Linked DNA regions of Sus scrofa: regions 1 and 3 are each linked to region 2. The links are chromatin contacts, called in public Hi-C maps. All regions are on one chromosome and are shown on one strand. Each heading gives the region's core, a stretch centred on a gene start, on an enhancer-like site or on the middle of the called end of the contact. The rest is flanking DNA. Distances are from core to core; before and after follow the strand shown.

Region 1 (3,743 bases), core at 1,170-3,669, 170 kb after region 2:
GCCAGATCCTTAACCCACTGTGCCAGGGCAAGGATCGAACCTGCATCCCAGTCCTCCCAAGACACTGCTGATCCCACTCTGTCACAGCAGGAACTCCTTTCTTTCTTATTTTAGATTCAGTGTTTATGATTCCATTTTATCATACTTGCTCAATTCTTAGTTATAAATCTTTTTCATATTATTTTAGAGGTTGTTTTAGAGTTTAGAGTATACAGCTATGACTTATTACAGTTTACCTTCAAGTGATTTTATACTGCTGCAGGATAGCATAAAAATCTTATAACAGTATACTTCCATTTCTTCCTATCTGGGTTTTGTATTATTGTTGCCCTGCTTTCTACTTCCATACATGTTATAAATCTCACAATACATTGTTACTTTTTGCTTTGAACAGTCAACTATATTTTAAAGAGATTTAAATAATAAGAGAAACTATCGTTATCCTTACCCATTTAGTTACTATTTCCTGGGCTCTTCATCCTTTTATGTAGATTTGGATTTCGATTAGGTGTAATTTTCCTTCTATTTAAAGGACTGTCTTTAACATTTTTTGAATTGTACATCTTTTGATAAAAAATTATTGGTGCTTCCTTATGACTAAAAAAATTCTTCAATTTACTATTGTTATTAAAAGACTTTTGTGTATATAAAATTCTATTTTTTTTTTCTTTTAACTTTAAACATCTTGCTTCACTATCTTGTGGCTTGAATTGTTTCTGACAGGAAGTCTGCCATAATTCTTATCTGTGTTCCTCTGTGGTGTGTCTTTTTTCACTCTTTTTTTTTTCCTTGTCTTTCTAGGGCCACACCCATGGCATAGGAGTCAAATCAGAGCTGTAGCTGCTGGCCTACACCACAGCCACAGCAACACAGGATTAGAACTGTCAGCAACTAACACCACAGCTCACAGCAATGCAGTCTCCTTAACCTGCAGAGCAAGGCCAGGGATCGATACCGTGTCCTCATGGATTCTAGTCGGGTTCATTACTGTTGCTCCATGATGGGAACTCCCTAGTTGTTTTCATAAATTATTTATTAGTTTTTTTAGCAATTTGATTTTATATACCTTGGAGTCATTTTATTCATCTTTCTTCAGCTTGGAATTCATTGAGCTTCTTGAATCTGGTACTTTGCCTGCTGCTACTAGCTGCCTTGGCTTTTCTGGACTTCTGCCTCCATCTTTTAAGGAGAATCCATTACTCCCTGTGATGTGGCCTGGAAACTCAGGAATACATTGTACACATTTCTGTACACACACTTTGGTTATAAAAAAAAAGTCAATCCCACTTTGAAATTCCAATCTCAAATACTGTTTAAACCCTTTCCTTGCTGGACTCCAAGGGACCTGGAGGAGGGTGGGATATGATAATCTGCCCTATCATTCTCCTTCTCCAGCCCCGTGGATGGACTGGAAAACATGGATTTTTTTGGTATACCTCCTCTCCCTTATCTTTTCAATATGTAACCCCCAATGTTGGGGTATATAAGGAAATAAAAGAGGCAGAGTTCTTCAAATATAATTGTGCTGAGGCATTATTGTTTTTTCCCCAACCAGTCCTTCTCCAGCTGGGAAGGAGGTGTCAGTATCCCCTTGTGTAGACATCCCCTTCTCTATGACGATTTTCTTGGGACCCCATTCCCTTCATTTAAATTTTGGAGGTGGGAGAATTACCTCATGAGAGGGGATGGTAAAGGCATTACCTCCTACTGAGAGAATAATGGATTTTCAACTCCCTCTCCCCAGTAAGCTCCTTATAATAGCTTGCTTGCTAGGTGATGACTGTGGGCCTATTTAGCTGTCTCTCTGTAAGCTTTGGGGGAATTAATAGGCCTCTGTGCTAGCAGGTCTTTTTAGACTGTGGGACATTAATGCCTCTTGTTTTTAGATGAAGCTCTAGGGCAACAGTAAAAATCCCACTTAATATCTTATTCTATAGCCAATATAGTTCAACTGGCCTTCTACCACAGAGTGCAATATATGATCACAAAAGCTGATTTAAATTTCATTTTGCCTAATTCCATTTTGACAACTTTGGACATCTTAATAAGCCCTGAAGTACACAAAACATGGATAGAAGCCTAGGAAAAGTAGTACAGTGTGCAAGAATACAAAGTAAACAAATTAACTACTCTCCTGCATAAAATGTGCACATTCTGACAAAAAAAAAAAAAAAAAAAAAAAAAAGCCTTCTTATGGAACCTGATCTGGTTTCCAAGAAGTAGGAATGGGTGTTGTGAGGGGAGGTAGGGAGCAGTATGGCAAAAGAGGGGGGGGATAGAGAAGGGGGATGGGGAGAGAGGGGAGAGAGACTGAAAACAGAGTAAGACGCTCCTTGCTTTCATTCTTGGCTCCCATGGACACAGCCCAGGAGCACTGCGTGCCCCTCTAGGGGAGGGCTGGAAGCTGGCAGGCTTCCTTAACTCGAGGAGTTATTTCAAGCTCTGGGACTGGTGCCCACACCCAGGGAGTTAGCATTCCTGACCAAGGAGGTGGCATCGATGAGAGCTTTCAAGTATATTCATCATTCTCCCCTGCAGCCCTCTCCAAAGACCCCTCCCCTCCCTTCTTCCCCAACACTAAACCCCTTCATTTACTGAAGAAAAACAGGCTCATTAATCCAGGCTCAGCCTGGCATACCAAAAGAAGCAGGCAACAGTTTTACGGTGAGAACCCTGGATTTGTAGGTAAGTGCTACTCACCGTGTTCTTCAGTAAAAGTTTATTCTACACTTTAGGCTGAAATCAAGCTGTCTTAAAATTTCTTTCCTGTGTCCTGACCTTATCTCCCTTTTAATACTAAGTTTTTTTTCCAGTGTTATTATAATCAAAGCTTTTTGATAACAGCTGATTTATATCTCAGGTACGTATTGTGCTCTTAGCTCTGAGATACATATTGTGAAGGATGCAAAGAGGAGGAAAAATGGGTGTCCCTGACTGTTAGTGCAGAGTTCAGAGGAGGAAGATGGGTGAAGGCAGGAAGAGGAACTCCTGCACAATCCAAGTGGTCTCACCAGAGCTGCCCAGACTACTTGTTCTGAATGCCTATATTATTTTGTGACCAGCAGATCCTACTCTTTCTACTTTTTGCAATATTGATTGCTCAGATTCGGCATGTACCATTAGACTCCAGAGTTGAAATCTGAAAGTTCTTTGAAAGCAGGAATTGTTTCTCATTCACCACTTTTCTTAGCCCTCAGCACAGCTCTTGGCACATAGCAGAATTACAGGCTACTATGTGTGGACCTGCACATACATGAATTAGTGAACTAAAGGGGCCCTAGAATGGCTCTGTCCTAAGTCCCCAAATCATTTACAGACCTCTGAACAGGCTTTCAAGGAGTCTCTAAAGAACAGTAGAAAGGACTTATAGGATGAATAATGCCTTATGTATGGAAAGTGTTTCTATTATTTTTGCCCAAAAAGTTGTTCATATTCTTTTTATTTGATCTTTGCAGCAATCTCATTGGTGGTTGTATAGGGAAACTATCGTCTATCACTATATTATTGGCAAGGAGACTGAAGTTCAGAGCAGTTTGCTCTCAATACTTCTGTGTCACTCTGGAAACTCATGTTGCCATAGGGCAGTTTTCCAATAGTGTGACTTCATCTGACCTGGCAGCTGTGCGTTTAGAAACACACGGGATTCAAACACTGATCTCTGATTCAAAGCCAGGGGACAGAGTTCCTGTTTTGCTTTCTCAGGTCTGTCACAGTGCCTGGAAGAATCTTGTTCTGTCATCTCT
Region 2 (3,927 bases), core at 1,102-3,601:
TGTGAGGATTAAAAACAATAAGGCTCAAAAAAAAAGCAAGGGTCATCATTGAAGCTCGTGACTGTTTAATTAAAGCAGCACTTCAGTTTATAGCCACTATTTAATAGGTAGCTAGGGTATGGCAGGCCATGTGACCTACTCAAAAAGAAGGAGCTTTTAATAAGCTTTTAGCTCAACTTTTTCATTCTTTATTATTTATTCCTTTTATCTCTTGTAAAAGCCAAGACATAGTTACAAAAGAGAAATGTCATTTTGAAAGAAATAAATGAGCAGGCGTTCCTACTTAAAGGAAGGAAAATGAAGCCACAAGGATAAAAAGACATTTAAGAATGGCTACTGATACGTTAGAGGCTTATCTACCCTCATTTCTCCAGAAAGTTTGAAATCCATAATGTTCTTGGACTGCCCCTAAAATAGTACAATAGCATCTTATCTCCCTCACAGGACTCTTTTTCCCTCTTCTGCTTTTCTGTCTGGTCAAGGGATACAAAATCTTCTTTCATGATAACAAGATCTAATCATGAAGACTAAGGAGATTCTAAGACTATGGCATAAGTATATTGTGACTAGGTTAAGACAGAAATCATTTCATGTTTTCATGTGCCAGGTCCAACTGAAATCCGACAGATACTGAGCAATGCAGAGTCATTTCATGAAGACTTGAACGTATGCTTAGCAAGTATACTACACTTGTCCTTATAACACAATACAACCCTAGAAATAAAAACCAACATGACTCCAGTGACCTCTGAAGTAAGAAACCTAGATTTTACCACTCTCTGCCACCCACCACCTATGTGACCTTGAGCTGCTCACATTCTCTCTGGAGCCTCAGGCACCAGTGTCAGAATGAAGGTGTTGGACAAGATGATTCACAGTTCACCAGCAAGGAAAGGGAAGAGCAGTTTACCTGCCGACACTGAGTGTACCTTGCCAGGTTAGCCTCTGAGCTCCTTGAGGGTAAAGCTCTAGAGCAATTACTCATCTGTCTCCTGAAATATTTACCAGAACAAAACTTTCTCCTGACACTCCTGTATTTTATATGATTAATTTTATATATGAGGCAACTGAAGCTTGGAGTAATTTGTTCCATTCAGTTCAGGAAATTAATGGTGAAGGTCAGAACCTCTGTTTTCATAGGTACTCTCTGCCAGACACTCCTGCTTCATTGTAAAGCAGCCGTGGCAGAATGAAAAAGAAAAAAGAGAGTATTTTTCCTATTCCTGCATAACAGGAAGTAAATTGCTTAGGACTGCACAAAAGACTGTGCTTTCCAAAATAATTCTAAATTGAAATTTAAGGTGATTTCTATTTGCAGAGGAACAAGACAGGGGATGGTACATCTACAAATTGACTTTTTAACTTTTAACTGTAAGATTAAGTAACGTAATATGCACTAGCTTTGTATTTTTTTAACTAGAAAACATATGAGCATTCTCTGAAAGCATTTGTGTATACCTTTTTATAAAAAAATGACATAAATAGTTGCATATCTTTTTCTTTTTTTAAATGAAGAGATGAAACATTGACAAAACAATGTCTTAAAGATGAGATTTTTTTACAGAGCCCTTCACTGATTTGTTGTGATCAATACTTCTCAACCACCACTCACATATGACATTTCAAGAACTAGAGGCAGAGGCAGAAAGAGAATAGACATATACTTTTGAAACTTATTTTATTGTAGCATTTGCTTTTAAGAACATGAGGCAAAAGATACTGCAGCATCACACAGACAGCATAGTGCTTTTCTGGTGATGTAGTCAAACTTCATTCTGGGGTGTCCTTCTCAAAATGAAATCTAGTATACCATCAGAAAGCCCAGAACCATGATTCTAAGTAGCTCAGTGACATTCAAATAACAGTAATCACAGGTAGAGGTATTGCAGACTGCTGTATAAAGCCCAAAAACCTTATATCACTTCTCAATTTGAACAAGCTTGGCCAGAGGAACTGAACAGTCCTCCAAACCAAGGTCATACACAGCAACACATGAGTTCCAAATTTGGGGGAGAACACTTTCCAAGTCACAATTTCTAGCTAGTCTTGGAGGAAAGCTAGGAGGCTCAGGCTTTCCTGACCACACTGTTTCTAACTCTAAACAACCAGGTTAGTAAATAGGATACGCACATAACTAAAAAAGTCTATCTGAAAGTTTAACACGGTTTAGTGCGTGAAAATCATCTTACCTCCTCAAGCAAGAAGCCGGCAGACCTGCGAGTCCTTTGCACATCTTGTGAAGTGTGGGATTCACGTTAGGAAAGAAATGCAGCAGGAGGAGCTGTGGCTTCTGTTTTGAGCGCACTTTGCCTTTTCTCCCGGAAAGCTACTGTCAGAATCCTCTGAGCTTCTCCCTCCCAAGCCTGTAGGGGTCTCTTTTATAGCCCAGCCACGATGGTCCAGCCAATCAGAGGGCAGTTCTGCAATGCCATCTCCTCTCAGCCTACTTCTGCCTCTCCAGCCTCTGGAAGAGATAAGGAAGAAAGCACTGACGCAATAATGCAAAGTGAGCAGGCAGAAAAATCCTTCTGCAAAGTAGACATGCAGAAAATAAAAACTTGCTTGATGTCTCCATGAATGTCTGAGGTTTTGAATTCCCTGAAAAGGAAAATAGAAATTTATGATGCTACAAAAAATGGGGTTTATTCATTTGCCTGTAAAAACAATGTCAAAGAAACTTGCCTCCTGGAAGGCAAGGGGCCAGCCAGAGGTCATGGGCTTACTTTGAGACTGACTCTCAATGCACTTCCTATTTTGCGTTGGAAATATTATACCATACATGATCCAAAATGTGATCTTCACTGTTTCCAAAAGGGAGGGGGTAGGATCTTTGTTTCCAGGAAAGGGTTTACAGAATTTGCTTTCATGGTTGTCACATTCACACAGGGAATAGCTAGATGATAGACAGTTATATGCCTGGCAACATAGACAACTAGTTTAGAGAAAATAGATTAGCTACATATGTAATCAGCCTGACTGTGGAATACTCTTCTAAAACTCTTACTAAGAAAAAGATTCAGTCAAGCACTGACAATCTCTTTTGTACATGCATGCCTCCTGCAAAAGCTTCCAAACAGCAGCTTGAAGACAAGAGGAGGGAGTTAATAAACAAATATAGACACCTATTCTTATTTTCAAGTGGGTTTAAATCTTATTATATCTTATGCAATTCTAGGTATTCAAACTAGTATTTCAAAATATTGAGAAAGAGTGAGACAGAGAGAGAAGAAAAAATATGTATTTTGTTTTTCATGTTACCAGGGCTCACAGTGAAAATAAAAATTTCCAACCCCACAGGTGCTTCTGAACACCTAGTATCTTTTGTACACAATATGATGGATTGAATATTTCAAAGAATCATGCAGGTGTTTCACAACCTGTAGTTGTAGCTCAAATACTCACATCAGAGTTATAGAGGGATCTTCTCCATGTAGAAAGGCTATGAGTGGGGGGAGGAGAAAATTAATTGCTATGTCAGAACTCAACAGCTTTCTTTTTTGTTTCTGTTTTTGTTTTGCTTTTTAGGGGTGCACTCAGGCACATGGAGGTTCCCAGGCTTGGGATCTAATCGGAGCTATAGCTGCTGGCCCACGCCACAGCCACAACAATACCAGATCTGAGTTGTGTCTACAACCACACCACAGCTCACAGTAACACCAAATCCTTAACCCACTGAGCAAGGCCAGGGAGTGAACCCAGAACCTCATGGTTCCTGGTCAGATACATTTCTGCTGTGCCACAATGGGAACTCCTACTAAACAGCTTTCATTTTTAAAGCAGAAAGGACCTGATTATAAGATACAGTGAGTTGTACTTTACATATAAGAAGCTGAGTCATCTAATGGTTAGGTGAGGAAGATGAAAAATAAATGGGTTCCAGAAAGATGCAAAGGCATCCAAGAATATAGAAGGGAAAGCGGTAAAGAG
Region 3 (3,945 bases), core at 852-3,351, 150 kb after region 2:
CCTTCCTTGATATGTTTCCAAATCTCCCTGTGTACTTTGAGGCATGTGTAACAGGGTCATCTCTAGCTCCTCTACCAGCTCAAGTATGGAACCAAGATACTCATGTCATCCTTGGGGGCTGTAAGAAGCTACAATAGCTGCCCCAGATGTCAAATCAGGCCATCTCTGCACTGCCACTTTTGCAAGTGCAATGGCCCCAAAGTGGTGACACTATGCTACCCTTTGCTGGTAGCTTCTTTGGACCAGCCACTTCACTTCTCCCAAGCCCACTTACTTCACTGCTCCCAAGCATAACGTGGCCTCACCTAACTACTACAGCATGTGCATAGACTTGCTTGAGGGTTTCAGCAGATGCCAATCTATCTTTTCTCACCAGCCTATCATACAATAAGAGCCATCATAAGTTTCCCAGTACCCTAGGGTCCAGGTCTTAATTGGTTCTGGCCCAGAGCTAGGAGGATGCCCATCCTGGCTATTTTTGTCCTAGGATCAACCCTTGCCAGGGCTGGCCTCACAGGCATGTGACTAGTGTGTCACACAGGACCTTATGCTCAGAAGGGCCCCGTGCTAGGGTCTTAATTTTCTGTGTTAACCATCTTGAGATTCCTAATAACCCCATCTTTGAATTTATATTTTGTAAGTGAATTCTGACACTACAGTGGAGCATGGGCTGGTGATTTGGAACCTTGGCCAACCTGGTTGTCCTCTCACCTCACCATCTCCCTGGGACAGATTCTTGGCTGCCCTCTTCTCACCCTGGCTCTGTTACCACACCCATCCTCTGCCCAGAGCCTATAAGAAAGGGAAGACCCTGATTCTGCAGTTGAATTTTGCCCCCAGGGGTCCTGGCATGGATTAAAGGATAGTAAGGATGGTCTTCTGGGCTGGGCAAGGCAGTAGCCATATATCCACACCTAGACAGGCAGCACCAAAGAGATTTTGGCAAGTGCCTGGGGGTGACTGGAAGGGAGTCTGGGAGTGGAGTTTTTGCCATGTCCCTATGCAGAGTTTGACATCTCTTGGCATCTGCCTGTCTGCCAGGGTCTGGGGGAATAGGCCATGGAAAGGGAGTATCAATTTCATCACCCCTGATCATGGCCCACATTTTCATTTTGCACTGGGTCTGCAGATTATGTAGTGAGCTCCAACCCTTTCTCAGGATGATTTGCCACGCTAATACCAGTTACCTTTAGGGAAAACCCTATTTCTACCACAAGAGTATGTTCAGACTCCTCCAATGGCAAGGTCCTTAGATTTTATCTGTGATTACCTTATAAGAGATACTGAGCAAATAAGAAATCATGATATCACAAGGTTTTATACATAATTTAATTCTAAAAAGTGGCCCTTTGGGACTCCATTCTTCCAAGGCTCCATCATGACAATAATAAAGGTAAGGAGACCAGAGAACCATAGATGGTCTAGTTTTGTTTTACAATTGGAAACCATGAGGGAAAATATTGTTCAGGAAGGTTCTGATGAAAGAGAGGACTTTCTGATGAAAGAGAATACTAGAGTAAGACACATTAATTCAATAAGCTACATAAAGCCTTAGAAACCTTTTGAGCAAGGGAGAAATAATTTTCTAAACAGAAAATGAATTTCATAAAGGTGAGCTTTAGGACATAATTTCTTTGGCCACACTATCTAGGAGGCAGCCTACATAGCCATGGAAGCATCATCTCCTATTCTCAAACATAAACATGACTATAGACAGTCTGTCATCCCACTTGATGCTCCCTCATATGTATTTTGGCCCTGGTCATGTTTACTTACATAGGAGGTCTCCGCCTCAAAATATTCATGAATAAAGGGAGCCATCTTTATCAGATGGGGCCAGTGGAAAGGTTTCTAAGGAACACTGTGCTTTCCCCCCAAAATTACAACTCAAACCAAACCACTTCCTTTCCCTTCTTCCCGCTCGCTCTAAGAGGTAAATATTATCATTAATTATCCAGAGGCAAACAATTCCTTGTCATGCTTTGCATGGTTTTTACTGTCAATGTCTCAATGTTTACATGTTACTCCTTTTCCATAATTGTACTGAGGTTTTTGACGAAGCAAAGAGGCCACTTGCATGATCTGCTTTTTCAATAGCTCTTGGCCGCTCTTTCCTCCTCTCTGTGACTCAGGCAGAAAGTATTGGTTGAAGAAGTGGGAACACTGCTCACAGCTGGGAGGAACAGAAGGGACATTGTCTAAAATAGACCGAAATTTTTCGTCCTCCCTTCAGATGGTGGGACCTGCTTCAAAAAAAGTTCCCAAATTCCACCTACAAGGCAGTTCACATCCTAAAAGTCCAAAAGAGGTTGTGGTTATAAGTTTCACCCGTGGGTGGGACTGTGCACCCCCTCAGTAATAGAAAAGGCATCCTATTCATCTCTTAATCTCTAGGATTTGGCACAGTGTTGAATTATATTAGGTGAAGAATAAATATTTGTGGAGGGAAGAGATGAATAGACTAGCAATTACAACACAGTAAATAACGTGAGGGTTTTTTCTTCCAAAGAGATCGCCATTAGTTTTAAATAATTTTTCTGAAATTTATTTTTAGCGCAGAGATAAACACGGTGCGAATTGGAGGCTGTGAGCCTCCTGAGGTCAAGCACCAAACGTTCGTAATTTCACTGCTGAGTGTGGTGCCAGATGAGGGGTAGTCAGGGGTCAAGCATTATTTGTGAAATGAAAATGCCTCACTTCCTATGACTGCACTGAGTCGAGTTAGGTCATCAGCCCCTCGTTAGCATAAATGAACTTCCTTGATTGTCCATGATTTTGGAAGCATGACTAGGACCAAATCCCAGAGTCTTCATGAATCTTAGAGTAGTCTGTCCTAGTGAGTCCCCTCTGCCTACTTTTTCAGAAACTCCACAGGCTCTGCACATTGGTGAGCCTTGCAGACCCCTACCTTCTTCCTTGGTGGATGAGAGCAAGAAAGTGCTGGGCAAACCAGTCAGGATTAACCAGCCTTGAGCAGGGGCCAGAGAACTCAGCCATCTCCCTCAACCACTGACTTTCCCACTCACTGTTTCCCCTGGGGCCTGAAAGATAAGCTCCAAGTAGGTTAAACACCATAGTGATGTGTGCCTTAAAGCATGAAGGAGAGCCAGGAACCCCTCAACTCTGCAAATCCCTAATCAGTAGAGACAATTCATCAAAAACTGTCAACTTGCCTGAGCAGCTGATTGGTTTCAGAAACTCTTTTGGTTTAGACCCACGAAGGGCAACAGCCCTGGAGAATCTAGCTCTGGCCTGTGGGAGAAAGGACACAAATTTTTGGATTGTTTCTATCTCCAACAGGCTGTTATTAGAAGATGGATACCATTGATCTGATCTAGACTGTTTACAAGAAGTACCAAAATAGAAACAGGAAGGAGCAGGGTCCAGCTGAACTGGAATCCATCGCCCACATAGTCAGGCACCGGAACTAAATTATTGTGGTTAAACTTCCGTTGGACCCTGAGGGATGTCTACCTCCAAACACAACCACTGAGAGAGGAAAACAACTTCCACGGAGGGACAACTCAGCCTCATACCCACCTCCTCCCCCAAAGGGCTCTGTCAAGTTTCCTGAAAACACAGCAAGACATTTAGATTGAGAAAACAGGAGCATTCTCCTCAGCACAAACCCATCATTGTTATCTGCAGGGCAGTAAGCAAAGGTAGAAACACCAGTTTCTGTGATACTGTTGCTTGACAGATCTCTCCTTTCTGGGGGGAATGTACAGGAGATGCACAGGAGATAGGCAAGCTCAAGTTTGAGTTTTGGAATGTAATTTTTTTTCTTTTAAAAGGTTATGTACATTTGCTACTGCATTACAGCTCTCGAATACATTCTATATTCTATAGAGGTATGACAAATCATTTTTTGGCAAAAAGATTCAGCATGGAAAGGGTTATCAGGACAGCCATCGATTCAAGAAAGGGATCATTCATCAGCTTCTG

Evidence for each region. Hi-C and Micro-C count contacts between places; a contact is called where the count stands out from the background.
Region 1: a Hi-C map of liver shows a contact between it and region 2, with 4 times the contacts expected there. The contact joins the promoter of CCDC190 here to the promoter of RGS4 in region 2. A contact is called at or near these places in 1 of 5 promoter capture datasets (liver) and 8 of 47 Hi-C or Micro-C datasets (embryonic fibroblasts, liver, omental adipose tissue and 3 more).
Region 3: a contact with region 2 is called in a Hi-C map of embryonic fibroblasts, with 4 times the contacts expected there. The contact joins the enhancer-like site here to the promoter of RGS4 in region 2. A contact is called at or near these places in 8 of 47 Hi-C or Micro-C datasets (brain, embryonic fibroblasts, fibroblasts and 3 more) and 1 of 2 datasets of contacts at active chromatin or transcription factors (skeletal muscle).

The regions. Positions count from the first base shown.
Region 1 is chr4:87,557,608-87,561,350 of Sscrofa11.1, forward strand. It overlaps CCDC190 (coiled-coil domain-containing protein 190), which reads left to right and starts at 2,420. Exons shown (of 4, transcript XM_003355080.4): 1 at 2,420-2,685.
Region 2 is chr4:87,388,113-87,392,039 of Sscrofa11.1, forward strand. RGS4 (regulator of G protein signaling 4) reads right to left here and starts at 2,352. Exons shown (of 5, transcript NM_001185184.1): 1 at 2,190-2,352. The coding sequence starts at 2,233.
Region 3 is chr4:87,536,385-87,540,329 of Sscrofa11.1, forward strand. No RefSeq gene overlaps it. Among named protein-coding and RNA genes, the nearest start is that of CCDC190, 22 kb to the right of the region's middle. Within about 2 kb of position 2,102, at least 11 of the 83 cell types and tissues checked have an H3K27ac peak or open chromatin away from gene starts, as enhancers often do. A contact at or near this core is called in embryonic fibroblasts, where this site is marked.